Linked DNA regions of Mus musculus: region 2 is linked to region 1. A link is a contact called in public ChIA-PET data. All regions are on one chromosome and are shown on one strand. The core of a region is the stretch at or near the end of the contact, and the rest is flanking DNA. Distances in the headings are between cores, read along the strand shown. Region 1 has its middle 18 kb from the start of Gm32307. Region 2 overlaps Zmiz1os1 (a long non-coding RNA gene).

The links. ChIA-PET counts read pairs in DNA pulled down with a chosen protein or histone mark.
Region 2: a contact with region 1 is called in an REV-ERBa ChIA-PET map of liver, with 11 times the contacts expected there. The contact joins two enhancer-like sites. A contact is called at or near these places in 2 of 484 Hi-C or Micro-C datasets (the AML12 cell line and uterus) and 3 of 115 datasets of contacts at active chromatin or transcription factors (CD8 T cells, large pre-B cells and liver).

What each region holds. Positions count from the first base shown.
Region 1 is chr14:25,177,133-25,184,620 of GRCm38.p6, reverse strand. No RefSeq gene overlaps it. Among named protein-coding and RNA genes, the nearest start is that of Gm32307, 18 kb to the left of the region's middle. Within about 2 kb of position 3,005, at least 19 of the 459 cell types and tissues checked have an H3K27ac peak or open chromatin away from gene starts, as enhancers often do. A contact at or near this core is called in liver, where this site is marked.
Region 2 is chr14:25,394,188-25,402,063 of GRCm38.p6, reverse strand. All of the region lies in intron 1 of Zmiz1os1 (a long non-coding RNA gene), which reads left to right. Gm32645 (a long non-coding RNA gene) reads right to left here and starts at 342. Exons shown (of 7, transcript XR_003951092.1): 1 at 1-342. Within about 2 kb of position 4,698, at least 118 of the 459 cell types and tissues checked have an H3K27ac peak or open chromatin away from gene starts, as enhancers often do. A contact at or near this core is called in liver, where this site is marked.

The DNA of each region.
Region 1 (7,488 bases), core at 1,756-4,255:
CCAGTGGCAGGTGTGTCCTTACAAGGGACAGAAAAGACAAGACACTCAGTGCTATGGGCCATAAGCCAGAGCACGGATGCTTGTAATGGTGGAGGTAGAGGCTGTGGAGTTGCAGCGGGAGGCACAGGTAGCAAGGACTGAAGATCCTAGAGCCCCATGCAGGATGGGGGAACGCTGGAAGCTGGGAGTCACAAGTAGGTAAGAGAGAAAGAGAGAGAGAGACAGAGAGAGAGACAGAGAGAGACAGAGAGACAGAGAGACGAGGGGGACTCACGTGAGGTCAGCCTGTACACTGCACAGCCAGCCTAGCTGGCACCTTTGCTTTAGACTTCTGGCTTGTACAACAGAGTGTTTAAAGCCACCCAGTGTGTGCTCATTTGTTACCTAGGCAGCACTAGGAAACAAACAGAGCCAGGCAGAGTGAGAATCTGGTCGGAGCCTGAAGGACTGTGGGGATGGACTTCGTGAGGATCTCCCTCTGCCTTTGCCAACACGAGTGGGCCTCTCTGCTCTGCTTCCCACCTTGGGACCTTTAGCTCCTTTCAGGCCATGCTCTCCCTCAGCCTGAGCTGCTCCCAGCCTGCCTTGCTCCTCTCTTCCCGTATCTCTGAATTAGAAGCACGTGTGACATCACTTCCCAAGTTCCAAAATGTCTTCTGCTTGGTAGCCTTGCTCATATCAGCCAGCTAACCTCTCACCACCCTAAAGCCACCAGGAGCTAATGTTATAACTTAAACAGAAGTCACCGGACAGACATCTTCAGCTGAGGGCTCCTAGGCAGCAGGTCCTATACCTGATCATCCTGGTCATGGGCACCCTGGCAGATTAACTGTGTGTAAGGTGTCAGCCTTGTGTTCTGGTGTCAGCAGAAAGACATGTCAAGAGGCAGGATACACCCGGCCAGGGCAGGAGCAACCACTCTGAGACTCACTTTCTCTGGACTCGAACAATGTTAGTAGGGAAGGAAGTTGGGGGAGGAAGAATGGATTTTATTTATTTTAATTTTTATTCTTCACACACATTCCATCCCAACCATGCCTTCCCCTACCTGTATTCCTCCAAGTCCTCCCTCCCCTCCCCATAAGCCCTCTCTTCCTCAGTTTCCCTTTAAAAGAAGGTCAGATCTTTCAGGGATAGCAACCGAACATGGCATAACACATCACAATAAGACAAGGCAAAAAAATAAAAAAAGAAATCTTCATATCAAGGCCAGGTGATCCAGTAGGAGGAGAAAAAGGGTCCCAAGCACAGGCAAAAGAATTAGAGACAGCCCCCACTTCTGCTGTTAGGGTTCCCACGAAAAAACACCAAGCTATGCACTCACAAGGTATATGCAGAGGACCTGGCTCAGACCCATATAGGGACCATGGTTGCTGCTTCAATCACTGTGAGGCCCCATGAACCCTGTGTAGTTGATTTTGTAAGCTGTGTTTTTATGGGGTCCTCAACCTTCTGGCTTCTAGAATCCTTCCATCCTTTCTTCTCATGGTAGGGTGGATTTTAAAACATAGAAGGGAAATTAGTAGCCCTAAACTCTTGAGAGGGGTCATCACACCAAGCAGAGGATGCGCCTGACAAGTGTCTCAGAGGGGCTTACTGAGCTGGGTCAGAGTGACTCAGGACGTCCAGACTGAACATCCAGTGTTCAGATCACGTGGGATGCTGGCCCTAAGTGCCTGAGCCTGCTCACTCTATCCTTAGTCCCTATAACAGATGGCACACACAGCCTTCCTCTCACTCATCTTCCCCCATCCTGAGGACTGGCTCGTTTTATTCTTGCTGCATAGATCAGGGTTTGGAGGTGAAGGCTCAAGGTCACAGGGCCACTAGCGAGTGGTGGTCAGCTCTGGAACTCGGGTCAGAGGAGCCAGAGATGTGTGAGCCGAGAGCTGGGAGATCCTGGATGGATGTCCCAGTGCAGAGACAGCTGCCGTGCCCGTTACAGAACCACTGTTGGCACTGACTTAAGGGTCCATGGCAAAGTTCTCTATTTCAAGAGCTGAACCGTGGACAGCAGGAGAATGCCTTGCTTTATGAAATATCCCCTGAGGTGTTGGGCTAAAGGGAAGCAACATCTTGGACTCACCTCTCAACCAGTTCAGGAAGAAGGGGAAGAGGAGGAGAGGTGAAGACTGGGGCTGATTGAGGAAAATCTATTTAGGCGATTCTGACTGTTCTTGCTATTTTATTCACTTAAAACCATGTCACGGCCAAAATTATCAAAAAGAAACCTCTAAAGTCTGGGCTTTTAATTTTTTAAAGTCACTTTATTGATGTGTGCTTGATGTACAATAAACCAAAGGTGTGTGCTTTGATATGTTTTGACATCTGTCTGTAGGCAAGAATCGATCACTGCAGTCAGGAGTGAATGTAGCCATCACACCCAAATCTTTCTTTCTGCTTCCTTATGCCTCCTGTCTGTCAGCCCACCCCACTATCCACGCCCAGGCACACCCCCTCTGCCCCTGTGGATTGCTGGCAGACCCCTCCCCCTTCTGCCTGCATTCTTTCACTCTGCATAATTATGCAGCAATTCACTCATGCTATACCATGTTTCAGCAGCGTGTTCCCCTTCATGGCTGAGTCCTATTCACTTGAATAGATATACCACAGTTTCTTTACCCATTCCTCTGTGGGTGGACTCTTAGGTTTGCTCCACTCTTAGGCAGTTATGGACTAAGGCTGTTGCCAACAGCTGCATCCAAATCTCAGAGTGGGCATATGTTCTTTTCTCTTCCTGGGAATGCAGACGCTTCCTACTGTTCTACAAAGTGAATGCCCACCAGTGCTATGGTGGTAGCTCATTCCCCTCATCTTTGCCCCAGGATGATTGAGCTGACCTTTTTCTCTATTTGGCTGTAGTCACCTCGCTCATTGCACAATGGCATGCCAGTGTGGTTTAGATTTACACTCCCCTGTGACCAGCAACGAAGTTCATAGCCTCTCTCTACTTCCCTGGGACACTGTGTCCCTTGGGTAAAGAGGCACATTTAGAGCAGCTGATGAGGCTCTGTTGGGCACAGGAGGAGGTGGGCCTGGGAAGAAAGTCTGCAGTCCCAGTCTGAGTACTCAGGTTACTGCAGAACAAGGTCCAAGGTCCAAGAGCTCAGATTGCTTCACCTGAGTTTTTGATTGGGTCCCCAGCAGCTCAGCAGCCAGCCCTGGGGGCATTTCCAACCAGTACCCAGAACTCACTAGGTGCTGGCTACAGTTCTTCTGGTCATTCACCAACCACCTGCAGCCCAGCTCTGAGAGCTGCACATGAAGGACTGAACCACGCTCAGTCCTTCGTGGATGGGCAAACTTCAGAGGAGACATGTCTAGGGTTACTCTTGAATTCTGCTGTAAAGGGTCTCTAAATTCTGCTGTACACTTCCACCTAATCTATGTTCCGACTACAGTAGAGTCTCAGTGTCCCAAACCCACCACCTCCTTCTTGTCCCCTCCCCTTCATCTTCCCTTTGCCTTTGCCCAGGGGAGACCACACCCAGCCCACCTTTCCTGTGGAATCTTCCATATCCACACGGGAAACCTTAGTGACAGTACTGTCCAACCTCGAGCTCCACGTGCAGGGTGCATGGCTGGTGGGTGGGCACAAGCTCCCTAAGGGCAGCCACACCTTTTAGTAACTGAGCCACTTCACAGCCATGCCCTTTGTGGTGACATTTGGAGACATGTAAGGAGTCACGATTCAGATGTGTTCACGAATTACCCCTAGGGCTCGAGGTGGTACCTGGCCCTTCTGGGAAAGCTGAACCCATTCACCTGTCCCATTATCACCAAGGAGAGCCATTACTGCCATGTAACACAGCTCAGGCATTGAAACACTGTAACTGTTAGGTTCTCAGAGGTACCCAGTTAGAGATGCAGGCACTGGCTTTGCCTGCATTTTTTTTCTTTCTGTTCTAGAAACACATACCTGTCTGCACAGTGGATTGAACTACTCCCACCAGAAATGCTACAGAACCTTTCAAATAAATATTTAGTGTACGATCTGGTAATTTTATGTTGTGAGTTACAAAGCCTTTATCTGGTACCCACCTTTCATTAAACCTTGGGGTCCTGCTTTGGTCTCTAATGACATTATGTTGCATCAGAATTAGAAGGCTATTTAAAAATAAAAAAACAGAGGGCCTGTATTATTTGTTGTAAGTCATGCTAATGTTTAAATTTCGAGTCTTTTTTACTGCTGATTAAACCTCTGAAGACTAAGGCAGAGTTTCTGCTTCACTGCTAGGAGCAAAGACGATGGTGTGGCTTGGGGAAGGGAGAGCGCCTGAAGAATGCACGGGAAGGTTGCTGCATTTATGAATAAAGCAGGGCATTATCATTTTTAATAGGAATTAAACAGCTAGAGGGAGAAGTCGGCGATGCCGCGATCAGTGCGAAGGAAAACAATCTAACAATTTTAATTAACTGTATTTTAATAGCTTTAGTTATAATTGAATAATTTAAATACCAAGGGAAACACTTAAATCTCCTAAAAGCCTTTTTTTATTTACATTTTAAATACAGTTCACGGTGAGTAGGTGGCAGTGTCTATGCTGGGGGATCGCATGGGTGACTCTAGCAACTGGGCAAGCCTGAGAGAGGTGTGTGGGAACCCGGGGTGGGGGCTTTCACCACTGAGGAGAGACTACTGGGCAGTGTGGCAGGGACATCCTTGCCTGCTCCAAGTTGCAGGAGGCCAGGCAAGTGAGACTCCATTCTCAACTCAGCATTCACACAATACTTATCACAGGCTTTTGTGATGCCCACCACGGCAGACACAGCCTAGCAGGAAGAGTAGTTGCCAACGGCTGAGGGTGACACCCTCTTGGAGGGTTTTTCAAATGGAAAAGCCAGACAGTAAGTGGATGAGCTGCTGGAGAGACTGAGTTATTACGTAAAGGCTAATGGAGACAAAGCAAGACGCTGAGATAGGATAGGGTGATGGGGAGGTAGGGCGAGCGGGTGGGGTTTTCTTTCCCTGGAGGGGATGTTTAGGTGAACGCTTTGGGAAGGGTAGGATGGGTCTGGCATTGAATTCCGAGAGAGGAATTTTCCCTGATGCTGATAGTGGAAAAGTCTTGCTACCAACTAGGAGGACTCAGAGGGTCTGTCTTGAGAAGAACGGGGTAAGGATACTGTTGAAGGGGGATGGAGAGCCTAGCAAGGCTAGGGGCAGCTCCTGAAAGATTTTTAAATATGTGATGACATGAAGGTCCCCTACACCTGTGCTACCATGTGACCTCATTCTCCCCTCAGCTCTCGGGTTTCTCAGGACGTAGTAGTGGACTTTTCTGGACCAAGGTAGTACCTTGCCTGTTACTGTGAGCCCACACACTCTCTGTCATAATCCTTAATAACTGCATACATAGCCTCTCTGAGAACCAGGCTTTGCTCCTCACCTCTGAGTGCAAATAGGGCTCTAGTTATGGACAGGATACCTTCCAACTTGTTCCAACCCCTAAACCCTGAAGCCTCAATGGCTCCCCCAGACTCCATGCAACATTGGCCACTGAACACACATAGCTGCATGCCCAGTCCCAGGCAGAGACCAGCAAAGCCACTCAGCACTGATTAATAACCTGTCTTTGGGTCTGAATCTATACTATGCATGTTCTTTTTTTTTTTTTTAACAGTTTGCTAAGAAAGCCTATCTTGCAGCCACATACCTCAGGGACAGAGAATCCTGGGGGACATTTATCATATGGTCAGCACCCTGCGAGGTAATGAGATGGCAGCTGAGGGGTAGTATCTGGACTGCATCCTCCCTTTGTTGGTTCTAGGCTCCCTGAACTCCCCTTGGATCCTCTTGCCAGGAAAGGCTGGCTGTGCCTCAAGTGAGCCCAAGCCAGCTGGGAGAAAGCTGTCCTCCTCATGAACAGATCTGTGTGACATGGAGTCAGATAGCAGGGATCACAGTGTGAGAAGAAGAAAAACCTACCTGTGTGGTCTTGAACTCACTATGTAGCACAGGATGACCTTCAGATGAACTTCAGACCCTCTAGCCCCTACCTCTTGAGTGCTGGGATAGCAGGTATGTACTACCATGCCTGTTTTATGTGATGTTGGGAATCAGAGTCCAGGCTTCACATATGATGGGTAAGTACTCGGCTACCTGAGCTATATCCCCAGCAACTAACCTTAACCACTGGATCTCGGATGTACTCAAGGCCATCCCTGCCCTCGATTGGGTATACACAGTAGCAGCTTCCACTCACTTCTCAACCACTTGCCTCGCAGATATTTACATAGGTTCATCCATTTCAATTTACAGAATAACTGGAGTTCAAAATACATATAAAAGAATCTGAATGAAGGTGTGTGGCCATTTATGACCAAGATACTTGAACCAGGAATCCAGGGGCTATTAACTGCCTTCCTGAGATGCTCCCCCAGGCCGATGTCTCCAGGTGGTATAACCCTATTGCTGAAGATACCACATGCTTTGGTTGCAGAACACAAAACATATCATGCTAGAACTGAACTGCAAGCATCTTGCTCACCACCTAGCAAGATGACAGTAGATGTTATAGAAGCTGCAGAAGAAGAAAAGTCATCAGCGATCATAACCAGCTGTGGACTCTGCACATAACACTATAGATACAGCCACCTGGTGCTGGTGGCCACCTAAGAGGGGTAGTAATGTATTGACTCTGCTGCCTTGGAAGCCTTAAGGACCTCTCTGACCAGCAACTCGAAGGTAGCCCACCCCAGGAGCCACATCTACAGATACAGATAAGGGAGACATCGGCCTGGGGGAGCATCTCAGGAAGGCAGTTGATAGCCCCTGGATTCCTGGTTCAAGCATCCAGGTGTGTCTGCCACTCAAAGAGTGGCCTGACAATCCACGGGGTAGCCAAGCACTTTCTGATTGGATCTGAGGCCTGTTGTACAGGAGGGACTTCATACTTGGCACTGTAAATCCGCCAAAGGCAGTGAGCCGAGGAGGGCGTATGAGCACATGGAGAAGCATCTATGGTTGTTTTGTTAAGTGGATATGTTGTGGTATCTTACTGCTTCCTAAGTATTTATGTTTCTGTCCATAGACAAGTGCATCAAAGCTTTGGTCGGAGAAGCTCGCCTTTGCAGGGGCCAGCTGTTACTATAGAACTAATTATCTGTAAAAGTGCTGAGAATTGCTGACAATTGAATATAATAGACATGTGTGTGTGTATGTAGAATATATACTCTATATATGTTAGAATATATATACATATACATACATACACATATATGTATGTGTGTGTATATATATAATGTGTATGTGTGCATATATATGTATATATATGTGTGTGTATATATATATATATAAAATGTGTATGTGTGTGTATCCTCCTAGAAAAAGAAAACCTAGCCAATGTTTAGCCTACTGATCTTCCTGCTCAGAGTCAGTGTCCCTTGAATGGAGCTCAACCTTCAGGGTAACCGATGAGAGTAGTCACTAATCAAACACTCTTCTTCCACCTCTTCCCTAGCTGGTAATGTACAGGTCACAGGAGT
Region 2 (7,876 bases), core at 3,449-5,948, 220 kb before region 1:
TAGGTGAAGTCCCAATCTCTGCGCTTGTCCTTGAATTAGCAGGGTTCTTGGCCTGGGAGCAGCAGTAGTAATCAGAGAGGACTTCCTGGAGGAAGTGACAACTAGGTTGAAGGACAATGGAGAGTAATGCTGTATGCTCACAGGAAAGGCACTGTGGGACAACAGTAGCTAGAGCCCTTCCTGAGAGACCCCACCCTCACTGTCCTCTCTGCTTATGGGATTTCTGAGAGGAAGCAGAGGGGCCGCACTTCCTGCCCTGCACAAGACATTCTGGGAAGTACCATGGCGTGGCAGAGGGTGGGCAGGCAGCAACTACATAGGAAGAGGGCGCACCCGACAGCATTTGCTGAGCTCAGATAAAGGGCCCAGGAATACCCAAAGAGGAAGAGACTGAGTTTGCAGCCTCCTGGGTGTGGGCCTTTGGAGATGAACAGGTCCAGATAGACAGACGCCAATACCAATAGTGTGGTGATAAGAGGTTTCAGGGGGCGGATCTCCAAACTCCATAACAGGGAGTAGGCAGGGAAGCCCCGTATGCCCTCTTCAGTGGACACACTGAGACTCTGGCAGGGGGCTCTCGTGGAGAGAGGAGCAAAGGGTCTGCATTCGTCTTTTCCTTCTGTCAACTCATCTTTCTGACCTTGGGCGTTTGGCGCTCCTGAGGCAAAAGTGGACAACAAGCCTTATCAGAGAAGCTGGTTTGCCTGAACGCAACAGTTGTAAAATGGATTCCATTGTGCACACGAGTTGTTCAGAAAAACAGGATAGATCTGACTTGTGGTACAAGGTGAACTGATTTCTCTTCGGGCTGTCTGTCTCAAACTCAGCTCCCAGCTCGAGGGAACGAGGGTCTGAGAGGCCGGGGCCTCCAGCTGCACGTTGCAGCTGACACTGGATGATGGGCGTTGCTTCTCCTTTTTTGGGTCCTCAGTCTCTCTATCTGTGTAATGGGAATCTTAGAAAACGAAAGTGTGTGTGAAGAGGTATGTGTTGGCCACGCTTGTGGGAATGCAAGGGCAGGGTGCAGGCTTGGCCTCAAGGCTCATGAAACTCAAGGTCTGGAAGAAAGTTTAAGAATTAGCAAGACTAAGAAACCCCACATGGAAATACAGTTCAAATGTAAGGGGCATACAGTTCAGGCACTGAGTGGGGCAAGGTAGAAATGCTACACCCAGAGAGGGCTTCCTGGAGGAGGTGGCTTCAGCTGAGACCCGTGGGAGGGAGGGAGTAGGTAGAATGGGGTGATGTTTAGGGCTGGGGTTAGGGAGAAGATGGACGTTTACCTGAATGGCTCTAACTGACTCGACATCTTTCAGCTGTTACCCTGGGAAATCTGGTCTACACTGGAAAGAGTCAGAACTCCACAGTGTATCCAGGAATGGTGGAGAGGGTCTGGCTGTGCCTGGAAGATTCAGTAATGAATCTTAAGAGAAATTCTACAAGTCAGCACTGGTGGGGTTCACAGCCCCTGAAATGCCTCTCTGTTAGTGCTGGGGCATGTAGCTCAGTGGTAGAGCTCTTGCCTAGCATGTGTAAAGTCCTGGGTTCTGTCCTATCCAACCCCACACCACAGCTCCAAAAAATAAGTGTACGTCTTTTGTTTATGCAAACACGGAACGGAACAAGAATGATCAAGTGCCATCTCCTCCAAGAAGCTTTCCTGGATTTTTTCTGACAAGAATGTTATAACTTTTGAGGGCCCTACCCTGGATACATTTTTACACCCCCTATTTCCTTTAGAAAGACCTCAGAGGCCTTGAGTCCCCAGCTTCTTACTGCTTTGTCTAGCCCTTGACCCGGCTGGCAGGCCTGAGGGTTGGGCATTATTCTTTGTGTCTGCCTCAGTACCCTGTATGACCCTTGGTTTAGGGAGAGATGAGAATATGTCAAAGGAGACTTCAAAGACTTCCCTTGTGTACACAGCAGCCAGCTCTGGGCCAGTGCAAGACAGGCTAGCTGGTTCAGATGAAATCTCAAGCAAGAGACTCACACATTCCCCTGGGGCTTGTGGGGCCAAGTCTTTGTCCTGAGCTACTGGTTGGCAGTTGTTTGTCTGTGGTGGCCTAGTGACAAGTTCTAGTGTCTTCAGTATGTCCCTTGTCCCTACTGAAGTGGGACTCTCAGAAACATTAGCCCACCCTGGAAAAATGAGAATTTCTATGCCCAGGGATCGGCTAATGGAGACCAACGTCCCTTGTCACCGCACTAATGTTCAGAGAGAGCCTTGGACTCCATTAGGAAGCTATTTTTAGTAGGACACGAATTAAACACCTTTACTGGCTGTTGGAGGTCAGGGAGGTGATGAAGTCCTAGAGGCAGAAGGGAGCCATCTTGCTAAACTTGGGACCTGTTCATTTCCCCCTGGCTTTCTGTGGCTGCCTGTCATCTGTCAGCACTGCCCATGACCTTAGGAGCTCTTGGGCTTTCTGGAGCTGGAAAGGCAAGCAGAGAGAAGGAGATGGGGAGGAGGAGAGACCTGATCTGTGTGAACACAGGACCTGGCCAGTGTGTACACATGGCTGTGTCAGAGTATAACTAACATCTGTGTGCAAGGAGCTTATCTGTCGAGCTGGGAGGGGGGGGGGTTATGGTTTGCTGTAGAGCGGGGTTCTCCTCATCACCGGAACCCAGCCCCTGGTTCTTTGAGAGGCTCCTGTGAGGGAAGGTACAGTGTAGGGCAGCTGAGTATGCTCAGCCTTGCCAGTGTGTTTGCTGACAAACATGGGTGGGCACTGCCTCTGCCCTCTAGGGGTGTGAGTAACTTGGAAGGGTCTAAATGCAGAGCCCCACTTGAGGACAGAAAGAGGCCCAAGTGTGCTTCCTGAATGCACAACATGTGTGACCCAAGGCCTGTCCTTGCCTCCCCAACACCCCCCCCACACACACACACACATACACACACACAGCATCTTAGGCAGGGAGCTTTCCAGTCTTCCATGTGCTTTCTGCCTCTGCTCTCGGGACAGATGAAGATACTCCAGGAACAAGGGACCAAGTGGGATCTGGCCTACCTGTCCCTACCTGCCCCTCACCTGGGGACTGGCGCTGCTCTGTTTCCTCTTGGCCTTGATTTCAGCCTTTGAATTCTCTACCAGATAGATGACAGTTGCCACTAACCGGGATGGAAGCCAGTGCAGTTGGGGATGGCAGGGGGACGACATCTTTGCAAGTGTTCTCCGGTCACATGGACCTGGGCTAGGTTGGGCAGTGTGACCTTACACAGCTCATTTCTTATTTTGGGACCTTTCTCCCTTCCATTTGCAAAAAAATATCCTCAGGAAGAAATGAGAAGGGCCCAAGCTGTTCTAGCACCTAGAAAAGGTGTCACACACAGTAAGTGGCTCTTGCTGTCCTCCCCTGGACACTGAGCTGGTTATAACAGGCTTAGTGTCTTTTCCAAAGGGGTAGGTGAAAAAATTCTCATGTTAGAGGTGCTGGCTAGGTGTCTCTCCCTTGCAGCTAGCTAGCCCTGTCAACCTGGAGTCCTATTCTTTAGGCCGAATGTCAGGCTTTGAGTCCCAGGTTCATCTCTGTGTGTTTATGAAAGGGGGCTTGCTCCCTGAAGGCAAGTGGTTTCCACCTTTCTCCATGATCTTCATGGGTGCCTGGCACAACCTCAAATTTAGTGGCAAAGAAGGACTGGTGTGTTGTATACAAATGCCCTGAGCAGGGAGCTAGAGTTTGTTCCCATGATCCTCTTGGTGATAAGGAAACTGAGGCACGGGAGGAGGGGCTGTGTGGGGTAGATAGGAGATTCAGTGGGCAGGAATAGGAAAGGCTGGCTTGGAACCTGGGCCAGAGAGGAAGCAGGGACCCAAGGGGAGGAGGGACCAGCCTGCAGTGAAAGACTGGACAGTAGAGGAGAGGGCTGGGGTGAGTGGGGATCCCCAGGCCGAGGCTAACAGCATCTGGTGGCCTGGGAGTGCAAGCGAACCCACATTTGATGTGGTGTGACAGTTTCTGAGTGTCTGGGATGATCCAGGCTCCCTGCTCAGCACTCATTCATTCCATAGTCACCCCCAGCCCCCACCCTGTGCTCGGTTGCTGGTGTTGCCAGGCAGGCTGCTGCCTAGCGCTGTTCTTTGGTCATCTGGGGCCAGGGCCCTGGGATAAGACTCAGTCCCACAGGCACAGCATGCCTCAAGGCTGCAGGTGGCCTTTGTGGCCTCTGTGCCCTGGCTTTGTTTTCCCCAAGTGGCTACACAGAGGGAGGAGGGAGGCTGGGCGGCCTTTGCATGTGGCAGCAAATTTGGGCCATTGATTTCCATTTATTTCCTGCTCAAATGATCCAGGCCGGCTGCTGCTGGGGGTGGGGGTGGAGGGGGGTGCTCTTTAGCATTTTAAGTTTGCAGATAATTGGAGGAAAATAACTCCAATAATGAAATCTCTGCTGGATCACATTCTGATACGTGACAAATCAATTCATTTATGATACCTTCTTTGTCACACTGAGCCATTCTGGCGCTCAGTGGAAACCTCCTAAATTAATAAAACTGTTAAATCCATGAAACCCTCCGTTCTGAGCTGCACATCGCAGCACAAGTTTGAATCATTAAGGGAATAAAACTGATAAATGTGAGTGGGGGAGTGCCTTTGTCTGGAGAGGGGCCGGCTTTCAGGGCAGATAATTGTCTTCAGGGCCCATACAGCCTCACTGGGGTAGCAGGGGGCGGGGCGGGGGTGGGGCCAGGCACACTTTGAGGGTGGAAACCAGTCTTGACCTTACCAGCGTCTGGAACAGGCTGCTTCAGTAGTGAATTGTGTAGCTTCAAGCTTTTTAAAAGAAAGTATGATTTAATAGCAAAGAGAGAATATAAAGCCCTTATTGAACTCTGTCAAATTTGACTTGGCTTGGCAGGGGATTTTTTTCCAAAATGACTACGCTTGTCAGATCCCAAACTGTTCAGGGAGGCGTGGTTTAATAAATAGGGCGGAGGTGGGTGGGGCTGAGCTCAGGCAGGCTGAGTGGCCTCTTAGCTAATCTTCTTGTTAGCTGCACGTCCCTGAGCAGGCTGCTGGGCATCTCTGGGCTTCTGTTTTCTCAACTGTGACTTGGGAGCTGGGAGGAGGACCCTACAGCGATGAGTGTATAAGATGTACAGGAAAGTGCAGTGTAAACTGTCACGTGCGAGGCAGGGGTCAGTGAATGGTGTTTTCTGTGAATGGTCCCTGGAAGTTAAGGGATTCTGCAGTTCTTGACACACCAGGATAGATTGCTGTTGCTGTTGTTGTTGTTGGGTTAGATGTAGGTGTTACATGATTGTGATGGGATCTGCTGTGTGCTTCTGTGCAATATCCTACACTGATGTCTATTCCTTCGCATGTACACAGAACTAGCAGAGTCCTTGTATCCCAGCATCCCTCATTTAGTGTGGCTTGGCTCTCAAGCAGGGAGCAAGGAGGCCTGCACCCAAGATGCCAGCAGAGGCACCTCATTTCCTGCCCAGACAACCCAGTTCACAGATGCTTAAAGGACTGGGCCAGGAAGGGCAGGTGGGAACCCTTGGCCCTAAGCGACTGCTTTGCTTACCTCTTACTGCAACAAATCTGGAAATTTCCTGAAGACACCTGAGCCTTCCTCTACTTTAACTTCCTCTAGAGTCCTCTTTAACCGAGATCCCTGGAATGGTTGGAGTAGCCAGCCCCATCCTTGTCACTTGTGGGTTGTGAACCTACAACCCGAGAAACCTTTTGTGTTGTACAACACTCATTTATATGTTATGCGTGCATAATTGAACAAAATTTAAGGAGACTGCACTTGTCTTCAGTTCAGGAAATGCATGTGAGTCTACTCTATTTTAATCTTCTAGCTTTTATTCTACTCTAGTCTCTCTCTGTGTCTCTGTCTCTGTCTCTCTCTCTGTATAGTGATGTGCGCATGTGCATGCTTGAATGTGTGTATGTTTCTGTGCACATGCACATGAGGACTGACGTTAGCATTTATGGGCTTCCTTGATTGTTCCCTACTTTATATATTGGCACTGGGTCTCTCACTTAATCCAAAGTTCTTCAGTTCCAACTGGTCTAGTTAGCCTTGTCCTGAGGAACCCCCTGCCCGATCTCTGCCTCCTGAGTGGCAGGATTACAGATGGCTACCATGCTTGCTTGGCTATTATGTGGGTTTGGGGGATGCAAACTCTAGTCCTTATGTTTGCATGGTTAGCTTTTATCCACTGAGCCATTTTTATTTATTTTTAAATATGTAATTATGTGTGTGTGTGTGTGTGTGTGTGTGTGTGTGTGTGTGTGTGTGTGTGTGTGTGACATTCAAGTAGGAGCCTTTGGCGGTCAGAAGAGTTTTGGATCCCCAGGAACTGGAGCTACAAATGGTTGTGGGCCACCATGTGGGTGCTGGGAACCCAATGTCTGTCCTCTGTTAGCGTAATAAATGCTTTTAACCACTGCACTGTCTTTCCAGCTCCTGTTCTTGGTCTTTAAAATGATGCCTTGGTCCACTAAATTATCTATCTGTGCTACTAGTGGATGTGACCCACAGTTTAGAGAATTTGGATCTGGCCCGCTGCTCACCTTTTTGACAAGGGACTTGAGCATGAGTGCCATCCAGCCCAGCCATGTTACTGTATGGGCTGTGCCTGCCCGACTCCTGAAGGCATATGCCCCTCACTGCTGTAGTTGTCTGGTAACCCTGAGTTCTCTCACAGCCTTCCCACTGGTCACTCTGTGTAGGACCCAGGACCTATAGATGGAGATGGACTGTCACCATCAGCTCCACTCTACCTTCTTGAACAAAGGATGGAAGTGACAAGGTGGCTCAGCTACCCTCTCTGCTTCAGAGAGATCAGAGAAGGTGGGGGCAGGGAGCCCATGTCCCCGATATAATGAGCCGCGTGGCCACAAACCTGACAAGTCTTTGCTCTGCAGCATCAGGAATCCCTGGCAGCCACCAACACAAGCGCTAATTGCCAGCTTGGGCAAGGACGGCAGCCCTGACATCCATATCAATTATGGCCACTGGCCATGCCTGGGAGACAAAGGTCTCAGAGGCTGTCAGGCTCCAGTGTCAGAGCTCTGTCTGCCAAAGAAGACACAGAGACAATAGCCACCTATCACTACTCACTGCCTTGGCAGGCTGTGCCTGGGTGGGGTAGAGCCGAGCCTGACAGGTGAGGGGCCAAAGCAAGACAGCCAGGCTGTCTTACTGCTTGGACACGATGCTTCTCACACGAGTATGTGTGTGTGTGTGTGTGTGTGTGTGTGTGTGAACTCATGGGGGGCGGGGGAAATTGCTGGTTCAACTTTTGATTCATTCTGGTGAAAGTTTCCTGTGGGGAAATGGAAATGAACTTGGAAACATCCCCACTGGTGTTATCTACTTCCTCTTCCTCTTCTTCCTCCTCCTCCTCCTTCTCAGATTTATTTATTTTATGTTTATGACTGCTGTATTTGCATGTATACCTGCATGCCAATAGTGGGCATCAGATCCCATTACAGATGGTTGTGAGCCACCATGTGGTTGCTGGGAATTGAACTCAGGACCTCTGGAAGAGCAGCCAGTGCTCTTAACCATCTCTCCAGCCTCTTCTCCCTCATTAGTGATTTTTATGCTGAGAGCTGTGTGGAGGGGACAGAGGCCTAGTGGTGGCTTTTAGGACCGCTGGCCATGGTCCTGCACAGTGCGTTTGCTAACTCAGGTTGGGGTGAACTTTGAGTATTGGGACTCCAGTGTTGAAGAGCATCCAAATAACTTGGAAAGATGTTGGTCACCCTTGTCTGTTTCTGATTAGTGTCCCTGGGGTGGGGTGTAAGCAAGCCCTTACTAAGCACCCAGGTCTGGCCTTAGGCCATGGTTCTCAGCCTGTAGGTTGTGACCTCTTTGTCACACTTCTATCTCTAAAAATGTTTACATTACAATCCA